2 separate regions of the Mus musculus genome follow, and region 1 is linked to region 2. A link is a contact called in public HiChIP or PLAC-seq data. All regions are on one chromosome and are shown on one strand. Each heading gives the region's core, a stretch centred on a gene start, on an enhancer-like site or on the middle of the called end of the contact. The rest is flanking DNA. Distances are from core to core; before and after follow the strand shown. Region 1 overlaps Vwf (Von Willebrand factor). Region 2 has its middle 19 kb from the start of Gm32673.

What was found. HiChIP or PLAC-seq counts read pairs in DNA pulled down with a chosen protein or histone mark.
Region 1: a contact with region 2 is called in an H3K27ac HiChIP or PLAC-seq map of embryonic stem cells, with 10 read pairs. The contact joins two enhancer-like sites. A contact is called at or near these places in 2 of 15 datasets of contacts at CTCF or cohesin (the NIH/3T3 cell line and embryonic stem cells), 2 of 484 Hi-C or Micro-C datasets (the HPC-7 cell line and bone marrow-derived macrophages), 10 of 115 datasets of contacts at active chromatin or transcription factors (the NIH/3T3 cell line, embryonic basal ganglia, embryonic fibroblasts and 5 more) and 1 of 9 other capture datasets (adipose tissue).

Annotation. Positions count from the first base shown.
Region 1 is chr6:125,575,922-125,581,037 of GRCm38.p6, reverse strand. All of the region lies in intron 6 of Vwf (Von Willebrand factor), which reads right to left. Among named protein-coding and RNA genes, the nearest start is that of Vwf, 26 kb to the right of the region's middle. Within about 2 kb of position 3,542, at least 66 of the 459 cell types and tissues checked have an H3K27ac peak or open chromatin away from gene starts, as enhancers often do. A contact at or near this core is called in the NIH/3T3 cell line, embryonic fibroblasts and embryonic stem cells, where this site is marked.
Region 2 is chr6:125,409,720-125,414,585 of GRCm38.p6, reverse strand. No RefSeq gene overlaps it. Among named protein-coding and RNA genes, the nearest start is that of Gm32673, 19 kb to the left of the region's middle. Within about 2 kb of position 3,470, at least 95 of the 459 cell types and tissues checked have an H3K27ac peak or open chromatin away from gene starts, as enhancers often do. A contact at or near this core is called in the NIH/3T3 cell line, embryonic fibroblasts and embryonic stem cells, where this site is marked.

The sequences.
Region 1 (5,116 bases), core at 2,293-4,792, 170 kb before region 2:
CTCTCCTTCCACTGCTGTCTAGTAAAAAAAAAAAAGAAAAACCCTGGCTTAAGAGAAATGAGCTGGACTCTCTCTCATACTTGAATCTCCTTAAGCAAGGTATCAAGGAAGAGTCATAAGCCTGAGAAGCAATGCGTTCTCTTTCTTTGTTCTGTGTTTGTCTGTCTTTCTGTTTGTTTGAATGTCCATTCTAGACAGAGTTTCTCTGTGTAGCACTGGCTGTCCCAAAACACACTCTGTAGACCAGGCCAGCTTCGAAGTCAGAGATCTGTGTGCCTCTACCTCCCAAGTGCTGGGATTAAATATGTGTGCCACCACCACCTGGCAAATTCTATTATTTCTTTAATTGATTAATGTTTTAAAAGTCCCTGTTTTAATGCCCAATATGTTAAATTGGGCAAGAACTATAACAGGAATAAACAAATTGGAGCCTCAGTTAATTGTTCAGGGTTAAAAGGATTCCTGACACTGAGCAGCCTGAGGGACCCCGGACAAACGTGCGATAGCCAGGCTTGAGGCTGGGCTGTGCTCTGAAGTTGGTCACTTGTCACCAAGCCACTGGTCAGAGTGAGTCAGGGATGCCGTGGTCACAGATTCAACCAAAACTTTAAAATATCTGGGCAGATGATTACATACAAACTGAACATGTACCCACCTTTTGTTCCTTTTTGTTATTCCCTCAATATAGTCTGAGAATTATCTACATACCATTTACCATGAATTGGGTATAATAATCTGCAATCATTTAAAGCATATGAGAGGAGCTAGCTCAGTGGGTAGGGCACCTGCTGCACAAAACTGATGACCTGAGTTTGATTCCCAGGACCCACATTAAGGTGGAAGAAGAAAACTGACTCCTCAAGTGTCCTTAGACCTCCACATGTGCCCTGTGGTACATGACCCACACATAGACATCACATGACCCACACAGAGATATCACATGACCAACACATAGATATCATATGACCAACACACAGACATCACATGACCCACACATAGATATCACATGATCCACACATAGGCATCACACGACCAACACATAGATATCACATGACCAATACATAGACATCACATGGCCCACACACACAGACATCATTCTTCTCACTCTTCTCTCTCTCTCTCTCTCTTTCTCTCACCGTGTGTGTGTGTGTGTGTGTGTGTGTGTGTGTGTGTGTGTTATACACAAAAACAACAACAGGGGCTGGAGAAATGGCTCCACAGTTATGAACACTCACTGCACTTGCAGAAGGCCTTAGATCAGTTCCCAGCACCCACATGATAACTTACGACCACCTGTAATTCCAGTTCCAGGAGACCCAATGTCCTCGCTAGGTCTCTAAGGCTACTACACACACACACATACAATTTAAAAACAAATAATACATGCAATCATCTTTTTAAAGTAACACAGTAATTTCTAAATAAAATTAAGTAGACAGGAGGATATGGACAGGCCGTAACTAGTGGGCTTGCCATTTTATATAAGAGACCTGGGCATCGAAGTTTAGATGACAGTATAGCAAACATGGGGTTCTAGAAGCATGGATGGGCTAGAAGGCCAACTCTATCATGTTTAAAGCACATGACCTAAAGAAAAATTTTTTAAGAAAGCATTCTTTTTTAAAGACGTATTTATTTATTTTATGTGAGTACACTGTAGCTGTCCTCAGACACACCAGAAGAAGCCATTGGATCCCATTACAGATGGCTGTGAGCCACCTTGTGGTTGCTGGGAATTGAACTCAGGACCTCTGGAAGAGCAGTCAGTGCTCTTAACCGCTGAGCCATCTCTCCAGCCCAACCTAAAGAAACGTATCTCTGTTTTCCACGCTTCTCAGCTATAGGAAAAGACTCAGCACAGCCCAGTGTCTTCTCCCCCTTCTTAGTCGTGACTCAACTTCCAGCTTCCACTTGGGCATGGCGACTGGGAATGAAGATTCCATGTTCTGCCTGTCTGAGGCCAGGAGCAGCCACAGCACTTGGCTGTCCCGGCCCAGGAAGACAGGAGAAGGAAGATTCACTACACCTCCAGCGCGGTCCTCTGATGGAGCTTCCTGTCTTGTCTCTTCTCCTTCCACTGCTGGCATGTCACTGTGGTGCCAGGTGTTTGCATGGCCTCTTAGACTGTAAGCTACAAGTTCCATCCTGACGGCAACAGAGAATCAGACAGGACCACCCTAGACTCTACCAGCACGGGGGATTCTTGCCTAGCTCTGGGCATCCTGCCCTGAGCTGCCCTGAGAGAGAAACACACTAACTACAAGCCATGGTTGCCATGACTGTCTTGCCACTCTTGAGTGGATCTACATAGGTAGCAATCCTTGCTACAAAACAAATTAAATGAAGGCGTGGGGAGGCAGCCTGCAAGTGCTCCCCACCGCTACCACTCGCCTGCTGTCTGCACAGGCTTCACTTTGGCTCTCTGCTAAACCATTCTGGCAGGGACACAAAATGAAGGTCAGCTAATTTGCACTTCCAGCATCTCCTGGCTCCAGTGCCTGGCACCAGCTACTTCTGTCTTGTTTCATCTCCTGTCGGTGGTGTCGGAAGCTGGCAGAGAACTGCAGCCCTGACTCCATCAATCCACGACTTCACCCTCCTGCACAGGAGTACAGACCCAATTGTGGCCCATCCTAATCCCATTTTCAGTTCATCAGAAGAGGCCAGGCCTCTTCCCTGGGGATGTTAGGCCCCATCCAGGGAGGGGAGAGAAAGCAGGAGAATCTCCCCAGGGGGGTATGCCGGCAAGGCAGGATTAAAAGCAAGAGCCAGAGGTCTGCAGCTACGCAATTGTTTCTTCTCAAACAGCTGACAAAGGAGAAGAGGGGGGAAGGGAGGGGATGAACATTCCTAGGCCTGGAAAGAATAAAGAAAGGAGAGAAAAGTATAAGAAGCGCAAGTTGTTTGCTGGGCCCTGATATTTCCAGCTCCAGAGTAGGCGGCAGGAGGCCTCCTGTGGGCCCGCCCCTTGGAGGAGGTGTGGAGGCGCCTAGAAGCTGAACTGGTCTAAAGCAGTGGGTTCAAGAATTCACTCAGAGCCCGCCAGTGGTGGTGCATACTTTAATCCCAGCACTTGGGAGGCAGAGGCAGGTGGATTTCTGAGTTCGAGGCCAGCCTGGTCTACAAAGTGAGTTCCAGGACAGCCAGGGCTACACAGAGAAACCCTGTTTCGAAAAACAAAAACAAAGACAAAAACAAAAACCTCAGGGCAGAGGATAGTTCCCCAATCAGTCAGCCAGGGATGGATTCAGGGATGGATGGGGTAAAAGGAGATCACTGAGTCCACTTATAACCGCTGGCTGCTCTGGGGTTCTTATCCACATTCCAAGTTTCCGACTCATGGTCAAGATTCAGATCTCCATCCTGGCTCATACCAACCCCATCACAGGGATGGGGTTTGTGAAGGTTCCTCTTCTTAAGCTAGTGAGTATCATGAGTGAGACGCTCGTGATATGCAGGATGGCTATATAACCTAGTAGAAATGCCCGTGTCCACTAGGCGCTTTCTCACTCTGCCCCAGCCTCTTGGGAACATGAGTAGTTCTCAGAATCAGAGCAAGACTCTGGCAGCCAGACGAAGAGTCAGGCAGTGTCCACATAAGAAGCATAGCTCTAACCTCAGAGGGGATTTAAAAACGTTTATTCTGAAGCCAGCTATAAATGATCGTGGCTCTGGAACACAGATTCGAAATACTTCAAATTCCATGTTCCGATGTAGTTAACAGTTTCATCACACTGTTATTGTAGTAACCGAACAAAGAAAGCATACATTAAGGCACTATGCAAAGCCATTGGTGGAAACATCGTGTGGGCGGGTTAGAGCAGACTCTGCTTAGCCTTTTGGTTGGTGGAACCTGGTGATCTGCTAAGTGAATACATTCCAAAAGGGTCTATCTGTCAACCACAAGGATGTAAGAAGTGGACAAGAGATGGCTATTTAGAGAGCCAAAGATAACCCAAGATAAAGTGGAATCGGGCTCTGGAACTAAACCATTCCAAGCCCTCCATGATCACTGAGGTCCTAATCACCCCATCAGCCTTGCAGAAGGGCATTGGGAGGTGTGGCTTCCCTCTGGGGACTTTTGCCCACAGTATTATTCCCTGAGGTGCAGTTCAGAACTTACCCAAGCTCTTGAATAAACAGCCCAGCATGGACCGGTCTACATATCCTGCTCACAGCAAGAAAAATCACCAGCTCTGTGACAGCAATCAATCACCTGAGCTGCCTGTCACTTACCACCCATCAAGCAATTTGTCACCTACTGACCCCCAGGCACTGCTGTTCTCCTTCATGATGGGTTAAGTTCTCTTGTGTGCCCGGTCCTCAGATCTCTACCTTGTAAGCCTTACACAGTTTCAGCAGTGCCTGACCCATACAAAACATCTCAGTGTGTTCTGATGGGACCTATTCCATTCTTTGCCTACTCTTATCCTCCCTGGAAGAGGGCAAAGGAAAGGAAACATCTGAGAAACACCCATCCTTCAGTAGCCATGGAGAACTGCTTCTAGGACCCTCCTCTCATATCAGAATCTATGAATGCTGGGTCCCCCATTGGAACCCCACACATCTTCAAAATGCTTTAAACACCGTCTAAATTACTTATACTACTAGCTATGGTATAAGTGTAGGGAAATAGTTGTCACCACACATTGTTTAAGGAATGATAAGGAAAAAAACAGTGCGTTCAGAACAGGTAAGATTTTCCTACAATGGAGCCATGGATACAGGATAACTGCATTTTGTTACAGACCCTGGGGTTTGCTGTAATAGGGAGAAATTGATGCTAGGACTTTATCCAGCCCTCCTAAGGGTTTGCCCAAAAGGCAAAATGCCAGCCCACCCAAAGGAAATCTTTGAAACCTCATAGCAAATAAAGCAGGACCACCATAGGCCACCTCCATGGCTGTCACCATCACCATGGCCACTTAGCTCTTCTCTGGAGCTGCTCTTAAGTGGACAACATATTGAATGTAAAGGAAAGGGTTTTCTTATTTGAGTGTTCAGTAAAGGAGAGCCCGAAGGAGGGGGACACTGAGAGGCAACGCAGGAAAAGAACCCAGGTGAGGATAAGAAGGGGGTGAACCCAAGACTACTTCCTGGTCCTAGACATTCCTTG
Region 2 (4,866 bases), core at 2,221-4,720:
GAATAGACATACACGTAGGTCAAACACTCATATAGATTGTCTTAGAGTTTCATTGCAGCGAAGAGACATCACAACAAAGGCACTCTTTTTTTTTTTAAAGACTATATATATATATATATATATATATGACAAGTACACTGTAGCTGTCTTCAGACACACCAGAAGAGGGCATCGGATTCCATGGTTGTGAGCCACCACGTGGTTTCTGGGAATTGAACTCAGGACCTCTGAAGAGCAGTCCACTGCTCTTAACCGTTGAGCCATTTCTCCAGCCCGAGGCAACTCTTATAAAGGCAAACATGTAATTACAGTTTCAGACAGAGATTCAGTCCATTATCATGGTGGGAAGCATGGCATCCTGTAGGCAGACTTGGTGTTGGAGATTCTACATCTTGAGTCAAAGGCAGCCAGGAGGGCCTCTCCTCCACACTGGGTGGAGCCTGAGCATAGGAGTCTCAAAGCCTACCCCAACAGTGACACACTTCCTCCAACAAGGCCACACCTCTTAATAGTGCCACTCTCTGGGCAAAATATATCCAAATCACCACATAGATACAATACAATAAAATATTTTTTAAATTTACATTTGTTTACTTTACCATATAGGTATGAATATTTTGTCTGTGTGTATGCACGCCTGACCTCTCAGAAGGAGTTGGATCCCCAGAATTGTAGTTACTGATGGTTGTGAGCTTGCTATGTGGGTGCTGGGAATCGAACCCAGGTCCTTCTGCAAAAGCAGCAGGTGCCCTAAACCGCTGAGCCAGCTCCTAGCCCCAAATAAAAGATTTTTTTTTTTAATTCAAGAAATGCTAGGTGTTATTCTTATATGCCGGTTTGAGCTCTATTTAATTCGCTGAGTGGCACTAATAGCCAGCAATGTAGCTCCAGAGGTCAATGAAGTGTTGAAGGAAATAAGAAAGAAAAGTCTCCATGATTCAACAACAGTCACTAAGGAAACATTCTTTTCAGTGTGTTCACGGAAAACACAGAAACATGAACCCTGAGCTGCTTCTGCCCTCTCCCCGTGAAGTCTCAGCCGCTCATTCCCAGGGTGAAGTGCCCGCATGCGTTTTGTTTGTTAGGCTTGGACATTTTTACTGAGCCGTGACTCATACAGTATAAACTTGCCATTTAAACTTGGCCCGTGGCTTTTGGCATACTCACTGTGTTGAGACTCCATCACCAGTGCTAACTCATTCTAAAACGTTCCTATTGCCCCCCACAACAGAAATCCCAAACGGGCCTGCAGCTCTGTTCCTTCCCCTCCGCACCCCCTGGAAGCGGCTACTCTAACTCCTGTCTCTAGGGTTAGTCGATTCCAGACATTTTATATAAGTGAGATCAGACAAACTGTTCGGATAGGGCCATAGGTAGTCCAGGCTAGCCTCCAGCTCGGTAAGCCAAGAATGAGCTGGGCTTTCTCTTCTCCCTGCTCCACCTCCTGAATGCTGGGGTGACAGGTGTGTACCACACATGCAGATTTTTGTATAAATGTGTCTTGATTGCCGACAGGTGGGACTTTGACCCTTTGAAGAGCCACTAAGTAGTTCGGTGTAGCAGCTAAATCATCTTACAATCCCACCAGCAGTGCATGGGGAAAGTTCTCAATTAGCAAAATAATAAACCTAGGATAAGCCTCAGTGATTGCTATCTGCATCTGCTGCTATGAAAAGCTTTTTGCAATCTCCCTCCATTCTTTTTTTTTTTTTAAAGATTTATTATATGTAAGTACACTGTAGCTGTCTTCAGACACAGCAGAAGAGGGAGTCAGTTCTTGTTATGGATGGTTGTGAGCCACCATGTGGTTGCTGGGATTGAACTCTGGACCTTTGGAAGAGCAGTCTGGTGCTCTTACCCACTGAGCCATCTCGCCAGCCCCTCCCTCCATTCTTACAGACAGGTGTCAACGTTATTGAATTAGTGTCGTAGCAGTTAGGAAGAGACACCTCGTGTTTGCATTCTCATGCACTAGTCACTGACTGGGTACACATTTTTCATTCATTTGTTAGACATTCTTGTTGTCATTGTTTTTGCTTTAGATTTGGGGTTTTGTTTGAGGGGGTTCAGGGGTGTTTTTTGTTTTGTTTTGTTTTGGAGACAGAATCTTTTTATCCCCAGCTAGCCCGGAGCTTGCTGTGTAGATCAGGCAGGCCTGGAACTCAGGACCTTCCTCAAGTGCTAGGTTTATAGGTGTGTACCACTATCTGGCTGTAACTTTTTTAATTTACAAAAACATTGGTGCTTTGTGGGTATATGACACCTAATAAAATGACAAGGACCAAGGATGCCACATTTGAGGGACATCGATATAAGCCAAGCCTGGAAGTACAGACCTGTAATCCCAGCTAGTGTTGAAGACCAACCTGGGCTACAGAGAAACACTTAAGCAGAAATCGCAATGCTCAGTTTCTGCTCTGATGTTTGTTTCTTTTGGTTTGGTTTTTTTTTTTGTTGTTGTTGTTGTTGTTGTTTTTGTTTTCTGAGACAGGGCTGGACTACACAGCCTTGGATGACCTGGAACTCTTTGTGTAGACCAGGCTGGCCTCGGCTCACAGAGATCTGCCTGCCTCTGCCTCCTTAATGCTGGGATCAGAGGCATTCGAGAGCTCATTACATAGGTCACAGTGGTCTGGAGCTCACTTGTAGCCCCGGCACTGAAGACTTCTTTCTAGATCCTCCTGCCTCCACCTCTTGAGTGTTGGGACTACAGATGCGCACCGCACCACCATACTCAGCCATCTTGACTGTTAAGTAAGAGTTATTGTGCTGGCTAGGGTATTGTAAGCCTTTAACCCCAGAACTCAGGGGACAGAGGCAGGTGGGTTTCTATGAGTTCAAGGCCAGCCTGGTCTACAAACCCAGCTCCAAGCCAGTCAAAGCTACATAGTGAGACCCTGTCCGGAAAAAAAAAAAATCTATTTTTAAAGAATAGAGTGGTAGTCTTTGATTTAGCATCTTCACCAGGTTCTGCCCAAAGCATATGAAAACCTGAAAAATAAAAAGGCTTTGAAGGCTCTAAACCTGTGCATAAAAGCAACCCTGGGCGTGGTGGTGTGCACCTGTGAGCCCAGCAATCAGGGCTGATGCAGAACCATTCAAGACACGCCTGGGGTCACAGAGAGTTCCGGGAAAGCCTGGAATACATGGGCAAACCTAGCCTTGAAGGTGGGGTTGGGGGACGCCACCTGCTGCTCTGGCTTCCCTTTCTTTTGGCTCCAAACCACCCTGCCACTAGCAGGGAGAACTCTAAGTGACCAGAGCTCATAAACCGGTCTACTTTTCATTGCTGGGAGTTCCTCTGTGTCTGCCTGTCTAGACTCCTCCCTAACTAGGGTGAGGGAGGGAAACCTCCAATCAGCAGAGAGTTTCGCAATCAGCCCCAATTGCGAGACCAAGCTTCTGCCTCTCTCCCAAGGAGACCCATGCTGGAGAACACACCTTCTCATCCCCATATCACCCTCCAGCGAGCATAGAAACAGCTGAGTTATGAGCCAGACAAGGGAGAGGATGCTCCACCCTGCATACTTGCCCTCTAGAAATTGATTTATGCTGCATTGTTGCTGGGAACCATGGAAACCACAGGTGACCGTGAGTCAGATGGTAGTAAACAGGAATCTTTACTAACAGAAGTTACCCAGGCAACCCCGGGAGAATAAGACCCTGCATCTCTTGGTTTAACCTCGGAGAACTTCCAGGCACCGTTATTTTGCTCCTATCCTCTGCTCCAGAGCTCCCAGATCTGGGATCTTTGGAGTAAGTCAGGTACTTACTTAAGACTTGTACAGGTCCAGCTCTCTGCGCTCCTTTCTGGAAACCCTGGGGCTCTGAGCTCCCCCATCCTGACTTTCTGTTCTGGGTTTTGGCACTGCTCACACCCGGAATTCTCGTGCTGGCTGCTGACTCAGCTTATCCACGCTTTCCGTCTTTGCTCAGATGTCAGGGCCTTCCTTCCCTGACCCCGTGAATGGCCTTTACAAACTTTATAAAGCGTAGAACTTTAGTTCCACACACACAATCTAGAATAGCAGGCGCCCATCATGGAGTGCCCAGGCTCCCAGCTCGTCTTGCCAGCCCTAAGCCCAGGTGCTCAGGCTTTGGGTCTAGGTTGGATGGACCTGTTCAAAGACCAGGATGAATGGAGACAGGGACCAGATGAGATGGAGACCGCATGAGGTGGGAACGGGAAGTGAGATGCCAAGGCGTCTTGCCGGCTGCCATAAAAATATTGACCAAGCAGTTTTTAGACCCCCGTTCCAGTCATCTTCCTGGACTATCCCTGCCACAATGAGGCATCGGGCCATGCTCCGCGTCTCCTGCCTTTCCACCAACTTGCCTGTTTGCCATTTTATAAAAGGACGATGGGTGTGGGGCTAGGGAACCGGCTCAGCACTTAAGAACTCTGGTTGATCTTGAGTAGGACTTGAATTCACTTCCCAGCACCCACATGGTGGCTCACAACACCCGAAACTCCAGGTCTGGGGGATCTGATGCGCTCTTCCAGTCTCCAAATCGTGCATGTGGTGCACAGACATACATGCAGACAGAGCACCCATGCACATAAAGTAAAAATGAAGTAAACCTTTTTTTTTAATTAAGAAAAAAGATAGGGGCGGGATTTGGCTTGGTAGAGAGCTCTTGCCTAGAATACACATGGCTCTGGGTCCCATACAGCTCTACGAAATCAAACATGGAACTAAACCTTTACCACTGAGGCACACTGCAGCCAGGGGCAGGGGACAGGGATGCCTTGTCTGTGGAGACTCTGAGAACAATAAGCAAACAATGGTTACCGGCTCTTTGTTTTGTTAGCTTTTAATTTTTATACATTTTAAGTTAAATATAATTATACCACTTTCACCCTTT